4 separate regions of the Mus musculus genome follow, and regions 1, 2 and 4 are each linked to region 3. A link is a contact called in public HiChIP or PLAC-seq and promoter capture Hi-C data. All regions are on one chromosome and are shown on one strand. Each heading gives the region's core, a stretch centred on a gene start, on an enhancer-like site or on the middle of the called end of the contact. The rest is flanking DNA. Distances are from core to core; before and after follow the strand shown.

Region 1 (3,065 bases), core at 65-2,564, 280 kb before region 3:
CACCACCTCAGTTTTCCAAAATGATCGCCCACTCTGTTCATCCCTCCCCCACCAGCACCACACTCCGTCCTCCCTCCCACTGAGACACCTAGCAGGCTGACCCCCCACCCTGCCTCCAGTTCAAGTCCACCTGCAGCCAAGGCCCCCAGAGGAGCCCTCCTCCCAAAGCCTGCAGGACTCATTATCCAAACTATTCATCCCCAGGTAATTACGCACTGCCTGTGACTCTCTTCTGTTTAGCCTGGAACGGGGCTTTAAAACTGCCTGTGCAGCTTGATCCAACTCCTGCTTCATCACAAGGCTGTCTAACGGCTGTTTCTCCCTCTCCACAGTGCCTAGGAGGTAGACAATAGATGCTAGATGTATGCAATGGTTGATTTTTCTTCCCACATACAGTGTCCTCAAACAGCCAGAGCTGATGAGAATAGTAAGCACCTGTTTTAGAACTCTGGCTAACAGAATTCTCCCACAGGCCAGTTCTCTCCTAGGCCCTCAGGATCCAAAGCAGGCACCCGGGGCTTCAGCCGGTTGCTCTGAGACACTGCTGTCCACAGAGGCTGCTGGCCCACCTCTGAAAGGAGACCCCAGTCCCGCGAGGGTTTCTGACTTGGTGATACGTTTTCCTTGCCTCTCTCTGGTCCCCAGCCCAAGGAACTATCCCAAGTACGGACCAAGGGTAAACCCTGAACTGTGTGACAAGTCCCTAGCTGAGGCCACTCCTGCCCAGCTTGCCCCTGGTCAAAGGCACCCAGGAGAGCCCCTGCCCTTGGGAGAGAAAGAAGACACTGCACCTTTAAGTCTGCAGCCGGTTGAGAAAAACAAGCTGTGATTTATATAAGCGGGAAAATCATGTGATTTGCAGGAACGCTGCCTCCTCCCCGGCCCCCGCCCGTCGCCTTTGAGCCCGTCCCAAAGGGCTGGGGCGCGGCCGGAGCTGGGCTGCAGGGGCGTGGGGTGCGGGCGGGGCGCTGGGCATAAAGCTGCCCCGGGACCTCTGGGTGGCTCTGCCCTGTTTCCGACGCTGGACCTGGGCGGCGGCAGCCCCTCGCGCCGTGGAGTTTGGTCCCCAGATAGCCTCAGGGAGCGCAGACCCCTGGCGCTGCCGCTCCTTCTGCGACCCGACACTGAGGTCGCACAGAACAACCTCGGTCCCCAAGCCAACTCGGCCTGCCCCCATCAAGCCAAAGTGTGGCTTGAGACACCGAAGCTGTTCGCAACTTCTCCCAGAAAAAGGAAAACCCGGGCCCCACACACTGGTTTCTGTGTCCCAAAACACCCAGCAGGGGGCGGGGAAGAGAGAGCATTTTGGGAAATGGTTGGGAAAGGGCATGATGAAAGCCATTCCCACAGCTGAGATTGGTAGGGAACGGGCCACCAGGCCACCAGCTTTCGGGGAGAAAACAAAACAATCCCCTGGTGTGGCCCTTTCAGACAAAACTGAAGAAGAAAGATGTCCTGAGAAATCTTAAAGAGAGGCAGTGTCTCTGTGTGGAGCCCACACCCACGCGCAAGTTCAGTCTGACTGCTCCAAGAACAAGGAAGGGCGTCACTCCTTCGTGGAAAGGGGCGGGCAAGGCCACAATCGCAAGTAGGAGAGAGGACACACATCCAAAACCAAGCCGAAGAGAAGTGGAGGGCTTTCTCGGGAGAAGAGAGAGGGAGGGAAAGACGGGCATCTCTCAGTACATAAACCACAAAGACCGGCTCCCAAAGGACCCCAGAAAGGATGCCATGGTCTTTGAAAAGTAACCAAGGCCAGACATGCACCACAGCCTCTCTATTCTATTTAACTTCCCCCTGGCAGGGGATAGACGACTTTTAGGATCGGTGGCTTCTCCTGCAGAATAAACGCGATGCTAATGAACAACTTGGTGACATACAGATCATGACCTCAGACTCCAGCCTAGGTCAGCCGGAGCCTGCCCTCTGCAGCCAGAGGCCAACTGAGCAAATTTTCTGTACCACGCTCCCACCTCTGCTGTACCCCACGCAGGGTCTTTAGGCTGAGTTCATAAGGCACCCGGTGTCCTGACTGCCACGGGAAGCAGACTCATCCTGGTGAGCAAATGTTTGGGGTTGTTCTATAAAACCCAAAGAAAAACCACAGTAAGTAACAGTATTCCAGAAGGTTCTAGATGTGCACACTTTGCCTTCAAATACTAACGCCATTCATCCAGTGTGTGTGCTTGGCACAGAGCTGGACGGTGGGGGTCCAATGAAAGGGCAGCCCCTCCCTGAGCCTGGATGCTGCCTCACAGAAAGAGGCAAAGAAAGACGTTTCTGTCCTCCCCTGGGCAGCCAGCCCACCCAGGCCCTCCCAGCCCACCCCACCACCCCCAGCAGGTGTTGCCCCCATTCCTGCTCTGTGTGCCTTATGGTTTCTGCCAAGAGCCAATCCTATCAGAAGGCTCTAACTCCCTAGGGTTTGGGCAGTGGTTATAAGAGGTACCCTAAAGATCTCTCCAGAAAGTGAGATCAGAGATGGCAGCCTCCTGATTCCCTCCCCAAATGATAAAGCCAGCAAGTGAGAGTTTGGGGCCCACTTGGATCTCCCCCCCCCCACCTTGTGTTCTCTCCCCACCCCCACCCCACCCTCTGTCTCTCCCTCCCTCCCTCCTCTTCTTCTTCCTCTCTCTCTATTCTCTGGTGTAGCCTTCCAGCATCCAGGACTGCTCCTCTCAAAGCTTCCTGAGCCAAGGATTTGCCCAGCTTACATACAGCTCAACTGCCCTCTGATCTCTGGGGTGCTGAACCCCCTTAGCCCTGCACAGATTCCTCCTGGATCACCCACCGGTCTCTTCTGTTGCTGTAAGATTTGCTGACTGCAGGTGCTCCACCATCCACCATTAAGTACAATTCTGACCACTGCTCCCGTGAGCCCTCCTATACGTATCAGTCAGTCTCTGCCTTATTCTTGGGGCTATTCAAATATTTCCCATATTCAAATATCTCTCCTATTTCAAGCTCCCCTCCGCCCTTCACAGGCACAGCCTGACAGTGCTCAGAGGAAGACTGTGAGCCTGCAGCGAGCCAAGATTTTAAAGGAACAAACAAATTAAGGGCCT
Region 2 (3,267 bases), core at 579-3,078, 470 kb after region 3:
AGTACTCACAGAAACCGAAGCAGGACCGAAAGATGGGCAGGGCGGACTGGCAGGGAAGAGGTGACTCACGCTTGCAATCTCAGTTTTGTTTTTCGGGCTTTTTTTTTTCTTCCTGTTCCAAGATCCATATTATATGACATGTGGTTCATCGTGTTTACGTATGCTCCCTTGTCTGGGATAGTTTGTTAGTCTTCCCTTGTTTCACATTAATGTAAGTTTTTGTTTTGAGGTTGGTTTTAGATGTGTAGTGCAAGCTAATCTTATTTGTGATCCTCTGACCTGAGTGTTTTGAATGCTGGAGTTAACAGATATGGACCAACACGCCTCCTGTTAACCTTGACATTAAAAGTTTTTTTTTTTTTTTTTTTTTTTTTTTATCAATCGATCCATTAATTGTGTGGGGGGTATTGTGTGCCACAGAGTCAGTATGGAGGTCCTGTGGGAGCAGAAGTTGGTTTTCTCCTGTCATATGAGTTCTAGGTTTACACAACCGAGCCATCGCAATAAGCCATCTATATGTGTGTATAAATGTGCATATACATGTATACATGTGTCTACACACAAGTGTGTGTATATATATGTGTGTGTGTATGTATGTGTATATATATATGTATATGTATATATATGTGTGTGTGTGTGTGTATATATATGTATGTATATACACACACATACAGGTTCTCACGGTTCAAACTCTATAATCCTGGCTACTCTTCAATTCTCAGCAAGCCTTCATTCTCAACTTCCCAAGTGATGGGATTACAAGCACGCCTTTAATCCCAGCACTTGGGAGGCAGAGGCAGGCAGATTTATGGGTTCAAGGCCATGGTCTACAGAGTGAGTTCCAGGACAGTCAGGGATACACAGAGAAACCCTGTCTCAAAAAACCAAAAAAAAAAAAAAAAAAAAAAAAAAAAGGTGCTTCAATTTTCAATTTCTGTAAGTGCTACACACACAGTGCCTGGACTGCAAGTACTGGGAGGCACCTAAGCCACAGAAAGAACTTAGATTTGAGCTCAGAACCTACTTTGTGTTTTTTCTCTCTCTCTTAGCCTTGGCTTTTTTTTTTTTTTTTCCCAAATGGAGAGGATAAGCTGTCTTAATTATCACTTGTTTCGTTTCAAAACCAGAAATGCTCGGGACTTGTAGTTTATTCCTGTGGCGTTGGTGATTGAAACGAGGGCCTTGTGCACAGTTTAGCTACATCTTCAGTCAAAAAAGGAAACCGAAGCCAAATTAATACTTTTTTTTGGTGTTTTGTTTTCTGTTTGTTTTTTTCTTGCAGTGCTGGGGATCGAAGTCAGAGTTTCTATCTCAGCTCTATCTCTACATTTTCAAACGTTGTTTATGCCTGCAAAACCTTGACAACGCACAATAATCCTGTACTTATTGCTGAAATATTTCAGAACTTTGGAGACAGGCTGGCAATCATTTTACCTTAAAAAACGGTCACGGGAGAACCTTACTCGTGAAGAGTTGCCACTGGCTAGCATGTCATAAAAGGGCCGAGGAAGAAAGGAAAGAAAAACTAGAAGAGACGTTTCGATGGAAACACGCAGTCCAGGAGGCCTCCTCTCATTCTGATTTCCTATTGGGTAAGCTTTCCATCAATCTCATTTGTAAATAAACCGCGGACGGAAGCAGATTGCGGGGAAAGGGCGGGCTCTTCCTGTCGTCACTGCCAGGATTGGCGTTGCTAGGAGGTGTGGCTCCTAGGGGCGCGGGAGGGCGGAGCGCGCGAGGCCCCGCCTGCTCCACGGGTGGGGGTGGGGGCGGGTCTCGCAGCCGATTGGCTGCCGGCGCTGCCCGTTCGGAGACAGTTGCTGAGGAGGGGCACGCGAGGAGGAGGCGGTGTGAGGCATCCATGGCGGGAGGAATCAAAGTGTCGGTGTGGTCGGCGGTTGGTCCAGGGCCCCGGTGCTGGGGGGCCGGGGGCGGCGGCGGCGCCACATGGCTGCTCTTGGTCGTCGCCGGCTGCGTGGTCTGCGGCTCAGGTACCACCCGGGCAGCGGCTGCCCAGGGGTCGGGCGCGAGGGCGTTAAATGTGGAAAAGTGGTTTCTTATCCCGAGGGTGCGGCCCGTTACTCGGAGCAGCTCGGGACGCTGAGTGAGACGCTCCAGGGACGGTCCGCACTGACGGGTCCCGGGCCGCCCTCCGGACAGCTCGGGTCGGGCGGAGGCCTGAGCCTTCCCCAGGAAGGGAGGCCTGGGCTGGTTGACACCCTTTAGGGGGGAAACCACGGAGGGGCTCCGAGGTGCTGCTAGGTCTCTTGAATTTCTGAGTTAAAACGGATTTCTGGGTTTCGCCCTGAAATAGGTCAGGAGAAAGCAAACGCCCCACTCATTCAGTTTACTAAAAACACCCCAGGGATGGATCTGTCTCGGTACAGTGGAATAGAGTTCACCTGAATGTTTTTCAAGACAGGGTCTCTCAGGGTAGCCCCTGGCTGTTCTGGAACTCACACCTTAGACCGGGCCGGCCTGGAGTTGAGAGACCCACCTGCCTCTGCCTCCTGTGTGCTGGGATTAAAGGTGTGTGCCACCACTGGCCTCCTGTTAAGATCCTCCTCCCAAATAGCTCCGGAGAACACACCTGGAGTCATTATACTCCAGTTGCCCAGGAAAGATAAGAGGCCATCCGCTTAAGCGGGACGTAGTTCCTAAGTTTATTCATTCTTTCAAGCACATTCATTTTGTACTTTCTGCTGGACAGTCAACTCCGGACTAGGTAAGAAACTTATTTTGTGATCCCGACCAGAAAAAAAAAAAATTAAAAGTTGATAAGAAATCGTGTTTTCCCTCCCTTGTTAAATAGTGGCCGGGAAAATAAGTGATGTTTGCCAACATCCACTGGAGGGAGTAGCAACTCCAGAGAATAAAGACAGCCAAGGCGTGTAAGCACACATCCACTCTCATACTGCCCCCTTCCGTTCCTGCCTGCCTGTCACTTGCTCTCACTTGTGGCTTTAAGATCAACACCCATAAATATATTGTTCAAGAGGGACTGGAGACTTCTTTTGGGAAGAGAGTATATGTCCAGGAAAGATTCTTTTCCGGATCAGGGCCTAAAAGCCTAGAACAGGATTTGGAAGGACTGTCACCTGAATAAACTGTCAAAATGGGGCCTCGGGGTGTGAGGACATAAGGAGATACTAAGCACAGTCAGCAGTTCCTTTGAGATTTCCTTTACAGGACACTGGGGATTGAAACGGAAAGCAAAAAGCCAGGCATAGTGGCTCAGAACTTTACTCCCAGCACTTGGGAGGCCAA
Region 3 (3,102 bases), core at 211-2,710:
GCGAGGTGTTGATGGTATTTTGCCTAAAGAGCGTGAGGTAGGTCTTACGGGAAAACCCTCCCCTGTATGTACATGTTCCACGGGGATGGGTAAGTCACCTGGAAGGTACTAGGGCAGCCTTATCTCCACTAGTCTTACCCACAGCAAATGCCTTAAATGGAATCCTCGCTAAAGATAATACCCCTGAGAGCAGCCAAGGCAGAAGGGAGCTAACTGACCGCCAGCGATGTTCCAATCAGAACATAACAATGTGGCCTCTTCCTCGCCCCCTCACACCTCCACAACACATCATGTCTACAACCCAAAGAAGTGGTAATCAAAATAGTCCCTGTCAAGCTCAAGATAACTGCATGCTTCCTACTCCCGACCTAAGTAAGGAGAAAACCAGCCATGCCTCACTAGCCTTGGTTCCTCCACGATATCCTCAGGACAGGAGGTGCACTGGGCCCATCGGTCTCAGTTGCACTGTTCCGAGCCCCTTCTGGCACCTAAAGTCCACCAATAACGTCCTTGCCACCACGGCTCCTCAACCTTTCCCTGGTTACAGGTGACTCCATTTATAGCAAACACCATCACTCCAGCCAACAATGGGGACACAGCTAAGCCCAAAGACATATATTAGCATTTCGACCTCAGAGAGGGCATCCCTAGGGTAGAGTGGGGTAACTTCTCTGAAACGCTGAATCTCTGGAAAGGGCATGCAGGGTTAGAAGGTCCAAAAAGCCTAGAGGCATTCCCAGAAAAAGCCAAGGTTCGAAAGTCAAGGGCTGGGGCTCAAAAGCAAGGTGGAGAGGAAATCAAACTACTTCTCTGGCCAGGCAGTAGTACCCAGACACGCTTCACGCACTGTCGCACCCAGACCTCACCAATAACCCTTCAGAGCCACTCCCCTTAATGTCCCTCTGGCTGCAGCCGGATCCTGGCCAGTCCCTGTAGCCTGGGGCTGGACCTGACAGGAAGGAGTCAAGGAACAGAGCTGGATATCAGGTGAAGATGGAACTCTAGGGGAGGAGTAAAGGGGAAGGGGACAGACAAGAGTCTCCACCAGAAGCCACCCCGGGGGACACCGGGGAATGGTGCGCTGGGAACCAGGCCGGGCGGGGGAGAGGCGGCAGCGCGAGGACCCGGATGATCCTCGGGCCAAGGGGCAGGAGCCGGGGTCCCGCCGGTTCTTACCGAGTGAGCGACGCCCCACAGGAACACGCCCACCAGCGGGTCCGCGGCCCGGAACACCTTCACTTTCTGCTGTACGAAATGCTTCTTCTTGGTTTTGGAGGCGAAGCCGAATCCCGGGCCGGGGCCTCCAGCTGCCGCGGGTGCGGTGGCGGGAGGGACGGAGGAGGACGCCATAGTCTCCCGCGCACCCGAGCGAGTGGAAGCGGGAGCTAGCCGCGACTCCGAAGCCCGACCCGGAAGCGGTGCTCACCTGCGCAGCCGTCATGTGACCGGAGGCCCGCCCTCAGGCGCGCGAGCGGGGCGGGGCGGGGCCGGCGGGGATGGCTCCACCCCCTCGGCTGCCGGGCGGTCACCTGGCTCGGGTTGCACTCACAAGGATGCGGGGTTGGCGCTGTGCAGGGCGGCGCTTCTGTCGCTTCCGGTTCTGTCCAGTTTCTAGTGGATGAGCTCTGTCCGTAGGCGAACGTTCTGTTTGAGACCGGTCTCCTTGCTTAGTCCAGGCTGGCTTCAAACTTGCTATCCCCTGCCTCATTCTCGGTATAAAGTTTGGGTATTACGGAAGTGAGGATTGGTCCTCCATGAAGTTGGGGTTGCAGACTCCATGAAGTTGGGGTTGCAGACATGACAAATTTAAATATATACATTTAATTGTTCTATGTATATAGGTGTTTGGCTGGCACGATGTAAGTTCAGTGCCCCGGAGGCCAGAGGAGGGCGTCGGATCCTCCGAACTGAAGTTGTGGGAGCTGGGTGTCAAGTATGGTCCTCTGGAAGAGCTAATGCTCTTTTTTTTTTTTTTTTAAAGATTTATTTATTTATTTACTATATGTAAGTACACTGTAGCTGTCTTCAGACACTCCAGAAGAGGGCATCAGATTTCGTTACAGATGGTTGTGAGCCACCATGCGGTTGCTGGGATTTGAACTCAGGACCTTTGGAAGAGCAGTCGGCGCTCTTAACCACTGAGCCCTCCCTCCCTCCCTTCCTCCTCCTCCTCCTCCTCCTCCTCCTCCTCCTCCTCCTCCTCCTCCTCCTCCTTCTTCTTCTTCTTCTTCTTCTCTCTCTCTCTCTCTCTCTCTCTCTCTCTCTCTTTGTTTTTTGGGTGTTTGTTTGTTTGTTTGTTTGTTTTGTTTTGAGACAGGGTTTCTCTGTATAGCCCTGGCTGTCCTGGAACTCACTTTGTAGACCAGGCTGGCCTCGAACTCAGAAATCTGCCTGCCTTTGCCTGTCAAGTGCTGGGATTAAAGGCATGTGCCACCACTGCCCGGCTAAGTCATGTCTTCATCTTCTGGAAATATGAAATTTTAGGTCATGGCCCCAAGTTGATTTTTTTTTTTAATTCGTTCATTAATTCATCTAGTCAACAGGTATTTACTGAGAACATAATTGGAAGCCACTACCATTTTGGGGCTGATTCTCCTCTGGTTGAAGCAAAGGAAAAATTCTACCCTAGAGGAATTAAAAGTCTAAAGACGCAGACTAGCCAAGGAGAAGGCTGCAGTATTAAGAGATAAGGACATGCCGGGCAGTGGTGGTGCATGCCTTTAGTCCAGCACTCTAGGAGGCAGAGGGAAGCAGATCTCTAAGTTCCAGACCAATCTGGTCTACAGAGCAAGTTCCAGGACAGCCGGGGTTACACAAAGAAACCTTGTCTGGGAAAACCAAAATAAATAAATGAAAAGGTAAATTCAGAGCAAGATGTTGAAAGGCTTCCTAGGGAAAGAGCAGTATACAAAGATGAAGACCAAAAGGAAGACAGAAGACATAAAGACATAAGGCTAGAGACGGGACATGGGCACAGGAGACCCTCTTTGCTTTACACTGCTAGAATGTTTATTCTGACATTCCGGTGGATGACGAACATTGCCAAAATCCGTATACTGATGGTGAGCTAACCCAGTGAAGATGAAATGGCATCTACAGGCA
Region 4 (3,257 bases), core at 589-3,088, 310 kb before region 3:
GGGGACTCCAGAATATACGGTGACTTTTTAAAAAAAAGATTTACTTACCAACCTGAGTGTTTCATAGCATCAAGTAGAAGTTTGACATATGGATCTACAAAGACATTAAGTATGCTCATTAGAAGATGTAGCAGCAATTAGTGCACCCAAGCAACAGGCACCACAAAACAACTCACAAACACTATCTTAAACCAGAGTCTAAAATGGGAATAAAACGTGTAAATTAGCGCCAATTAAATCAAGTCATGACGAAATAGAACATAAATACAAACACTAAAATGGCGCCCCCATGTATCTTTATACCGAAAGTTGGTTTTGCTAAAGTGACTAAACGCTTCGCATTAGGGCCCGTGTTAGGAGAACATGGGCATCCTGGGCCACGGTTAGAAAAACAAACCAGCATAGAACCTAGACTGGAGGAAGGCAGCGCCTACACTGCTCTCTGTGGTAGCACCATGCCTCGCTCTGAGTACCACAGCCCAATGGGACCTGCCCACCAAAGTTCTTCAATGAGGGTTAGCAAGCAGAAATGTGTGAGTCTATGGCCAGTAAGAGAGAAGAACGGTGGCTTAGGGATTGAGCCCAGTGGTAGGGCCTTGCCTGGTAAGCACAAGGTCTTAGGTTCAGTTCTCACCTCTGAGGAGGGAGAGGAAAGGAGGGAGGGAGGAAGGGAGCTAAAAAGATGGCTCAGTGGTTAGTAGCACTTGTTGCTCTCGCTGAGAACCCAGGGTGAGTTCCCCAGCACCTGCATAGTAGCTCACAGTCCTGGACACCAGGAATGCAGAGAGTGCGCAGACACACATGCAGGCGAGACAATCACACACAAAAATAAAGAAATCAAAAAAAAAAAAGCTTTAAAAAGAAGACAGTAAAATCTTTGATCAGTTGATGATTGAATTATGACCAATTCTGCTATAAAATAGTAACTATTTGGAGGGTCGAATACATTTAAATCTTACTTTCCTAAATAAATCTGAGGTAGACAGGCAATCTGCAGATGCAGAGGAGCAAGGCAGTGTCCCGGGACTGGAGATAAATTGCTCAGTGGGAGCCAGTGTGCCTGGGTGACCCGCGGCAATAATAAACCTCTTAGATGTCACAGGCTTCTTAGAGACTATGATGAAGCTAGGAACTCTCCCTAGAAAAATGCACTTAGGTGCATAAACACGAGGGTTTTCAAAAGTTCCTATTCTAGCATTCTCCACAGTTCCTACTGCAGTGACTGAAGGTTAAAGAATCGCCCACCCCACCCCCACCCCAGGGAAGGGGTGCATAGCCAGAAGTAGAGCTGCCTTATTAATGAATGGAGCTCTTTCCAGCTCTCACCTGCACCCTAGAGCCCGTGCCGCTGCAAAACTTACATAAGAAACTGGTGAGTGTGACCCAGGAGGGCAGACTCCCAGCCCAGGCCTTCAGAAGCGCGAGTGGGGCGGAGGCCCACGCCCCCTCCCGCCCACGCAGCCCTAGGGCTGCAGTGCAGTCCGGGATCAGTGGGGGCACGTCCGGGCCCTTCCTCACCCCCCGGGTCCTGTGCCACCCCGACCCCAGCCTCCAGGTCGCGGCTCTTACTGGTATCCAGCGTCTTCTGGAGCATGAGCGGACAACTCTGGTCCCGGGTGAAGAGGCTGGAGAGGAAGCCCTGCTGGGGCTTCCCGTGGGCCGGCGGCTCAGGCGAGCCCTGGCCAGAGTCGGGTCGCTGCAGCAGTGGCTCGCCAGCCGCAGGGCCGAGCTCGCCGCCGCCCGGAGCTCCTGCCATGAGGCCCGCAAGCCTCCTCCTGCCCGCTCGACCTAGGACAGCCGCTTCCGCCGCCGGCGCACGCTCCGCGGGCCAGCACGAAGGAGACGCGGCGTGCAGCTCGTGGGCGGGGCTTGGTAGGCGTGGTCGGTGGGCGGGGCTGATGGGCGGTGCCTCGCGACCGCCGATGCTGGCCACTATATTGCCTTCTGCACCTCAACCATCCTCCCACTCCCTCACCTGCTGTTTCTCTTATTCCCGCTACCCACTCACACCGAATTAAAGGCAGTGTTTTCAGAAACGCTTGGATATTTCAAAGACTGGTTGGTCTCATCAAAATGTGGCTCCTGGGGACCCATTCATCAACCCTCCTCTTGCTCAGAAATAAGATACACACATCTTGGGTCTGGAGAGATGGCTCAGTGGATAAGAGCACTGACTGCTCGTCCAAAGGTCATGAGTTCAATTCCCAGTAACCACATGGTGGCTCACAACCATCTGTAATGGGATCTGATGCCCTCTTGTGTGTCTGGAAACAGCTACAGTGTACTCATATAATAAAATAAATCTTTTAAAAAGAAGGGGGTGGTTGGAAAGATGGCTCAGCGGTTAAGAACACTGACTGCTCTTCCGAAGGTCCTGAGTTCAAATCCCAGCACCCACATCGTGACTCACAACCATCTGTAATTTGACACCCTCTTCTGGTGTTTATGAAGACAGCTACAATGTATTTATATATAAATCTTAAAAAAAAAAAAAAAAGGCTTTTTCCTCAGTTCCCATAATCAGAGTCCACCAGCACACTTACTCAAAATTAATGTTGCCAGATCTGCAGTTTAAGGCACTTTGTCCGTGTTAGTGCTCTCATGACAGACTTCCAGCTTTTACGTAGTGTGTGTGTGTGTGTGTGTGTGTTTCTTTCCTCACTAAATTATTCAGCTCAGCTCACACTGCTAAACACCTGCTCCCACGGGCCAGGCAGGATGGTAGAGTTGGAGAAAACGAGGACAAATGTCCAAGAAAAATAGGCATGCAATGCCTTGTGAACAGCACTTAGGGGTCACGGTGCTCCGTAAACAAGAGTTGAATGGGAAGCAGAAGGCATCACTCGCTTGGAATATTATACAAATATGAGCGCCTGCACTTACAGACTAATAAAGCCATAAGCCAAAGATTAGATTCTTTTTATCAAGGTCCACATATGTACATTATTACCAGTCCTCATGACAACCTTGCAAAATAGTATCAACCCTAATTTGCAGATAGAACTTGCCCAGCTACAGAAGAAGGCTGAAGGTGTTACTCAGTTGAGAGAGCGCTTGCCTGATTGATACACATGAAGTGCTGGGTTCTACGCCCAGCACCACACAAGCAGACAGTGGCAACATGTGCCTGTAACAACAGCCCTGGGGAGGTAAAGACAGGAGGATCAAAGATTCAGTGTGATCCTAAGCTACATAGCAAGGTCAAGGCCAGGCTGGGTGACACAAGACCACTTTCACATCAGACATGGAGATGCAGA

The links. HiChIP or PLAC-seq counts read pairs in DNA pulled down with a chosen protein or histone mark. Capture Hi-C pulls out chosen DNA fragments and counts their contacts.
Region 1: a contact with region 3 is called in a CTCF HiChIP or PLAC-seq map of the NIH/3T3 cell line, with 5 read pairs. The contact joins the enhancer-like site here to the promoter of Pip4k2c in region 3. A contact is called at or near these places in 1 of 15 datasets of contacts at CTCF or cohesin (the NIH/3T3 cell line), 4 of 484 Hi-C or Micro-C datasets (CD4 T cells, the G1E-ER4 cell line, double positive thymocytes and 1 more) and 1 of 115 datasets of contacts at active chromatin or transcription factors (pancreatic cancer cells).
Region 2: a FOXA1 HiChIP or PLAC-seq map of pancreatic cancer cells shows a contact between it and region 3. The contact joins the promoter of Nemp1 here to the promoter of Pip4k2c in region 3. A contact is called at or near these places in 5 of 39 promoter capture datasets (erythroid cells, fetal liver, hippocampal neurons and 2 more), 1 of 115 datasets of contacts at active chromatin or transcription factors (pancreatic cancer cells) and 2 of 9 other capture datasets (liver and pancreatic islet).
Region 4: a promoter capture Hi-C map of adipose tissue shows a contact between it and region 3. The contact joins the promoter of Atp23 here to the promoter of Pip4k2c in region 3. A contact is called at or near these places in 2 of 39 promoter capture datasets (pre-B cells and stem cell-derived epiblast-like cells) and 1 of 9 other capture datasets (adipose tissue).

Annotation. Positions count from the first base shown.
Region 1 is chr10:126,927,472-126,930,536 of GRCm38.p6, forward strand. No RefSeq gene overlaps it. Among named protein-coding and RNA genes, the nearest start is that of Gm30456, 6.2 kb to the right of the region's middle. Within about 2 kb of position 1,315, at least 236 of the 459 cell types and tissues checked have an H3K27ac peak or open chromatin away from gene starts, as enhancers often do. A contact at or near this core is called in the NIH/3T3 cell line, palatal mesenchyme and pancreatic cancer cells, where this site is marked.
Region 2 is chr10:127,675,237-127,678,503 of GRCm38.p6, forward strand. It overlaps Nemp1 (nuclear envelope integral membrane protein 1), which reads left to right and starts at 1,829. Exons shown (of 9, transcript NM_001113211.1): 1 at 1,829-1,991. The coding sequence starts at 1,862. Gm16230 (a long non-coding RNA gene) reads right to left here and starts at 1,523. Exons shown (of 4, transcript XR_872178.1): 1 at 1,435-1,523.
Region 3 is chr10:127,210,162-127,213,263 of GRCm38.p6, forward strand. Pip4k2c (phosphatidylinositol-5-phosphate 4-kinase, type II, gamma) reads right to left here and starts at 1,461. Exons shown (of 10, transcript NM_054097.3): 1 at 1,177-1,461. The coding sequence starts at 1,350.
Region 4 is chr10:126,899,533-126,902,789 of GRCm38.p6, forward strand. Atp23 (ATP23 metallopeptidase and ATP synthase assembly factor homolog) reads right to left here and starts at 1,839. Exons shown (of 6, transcript NM_001159559.1): 1 at 1,570-1,839; 2 at 49-94. The coding sequence starts at 1,756.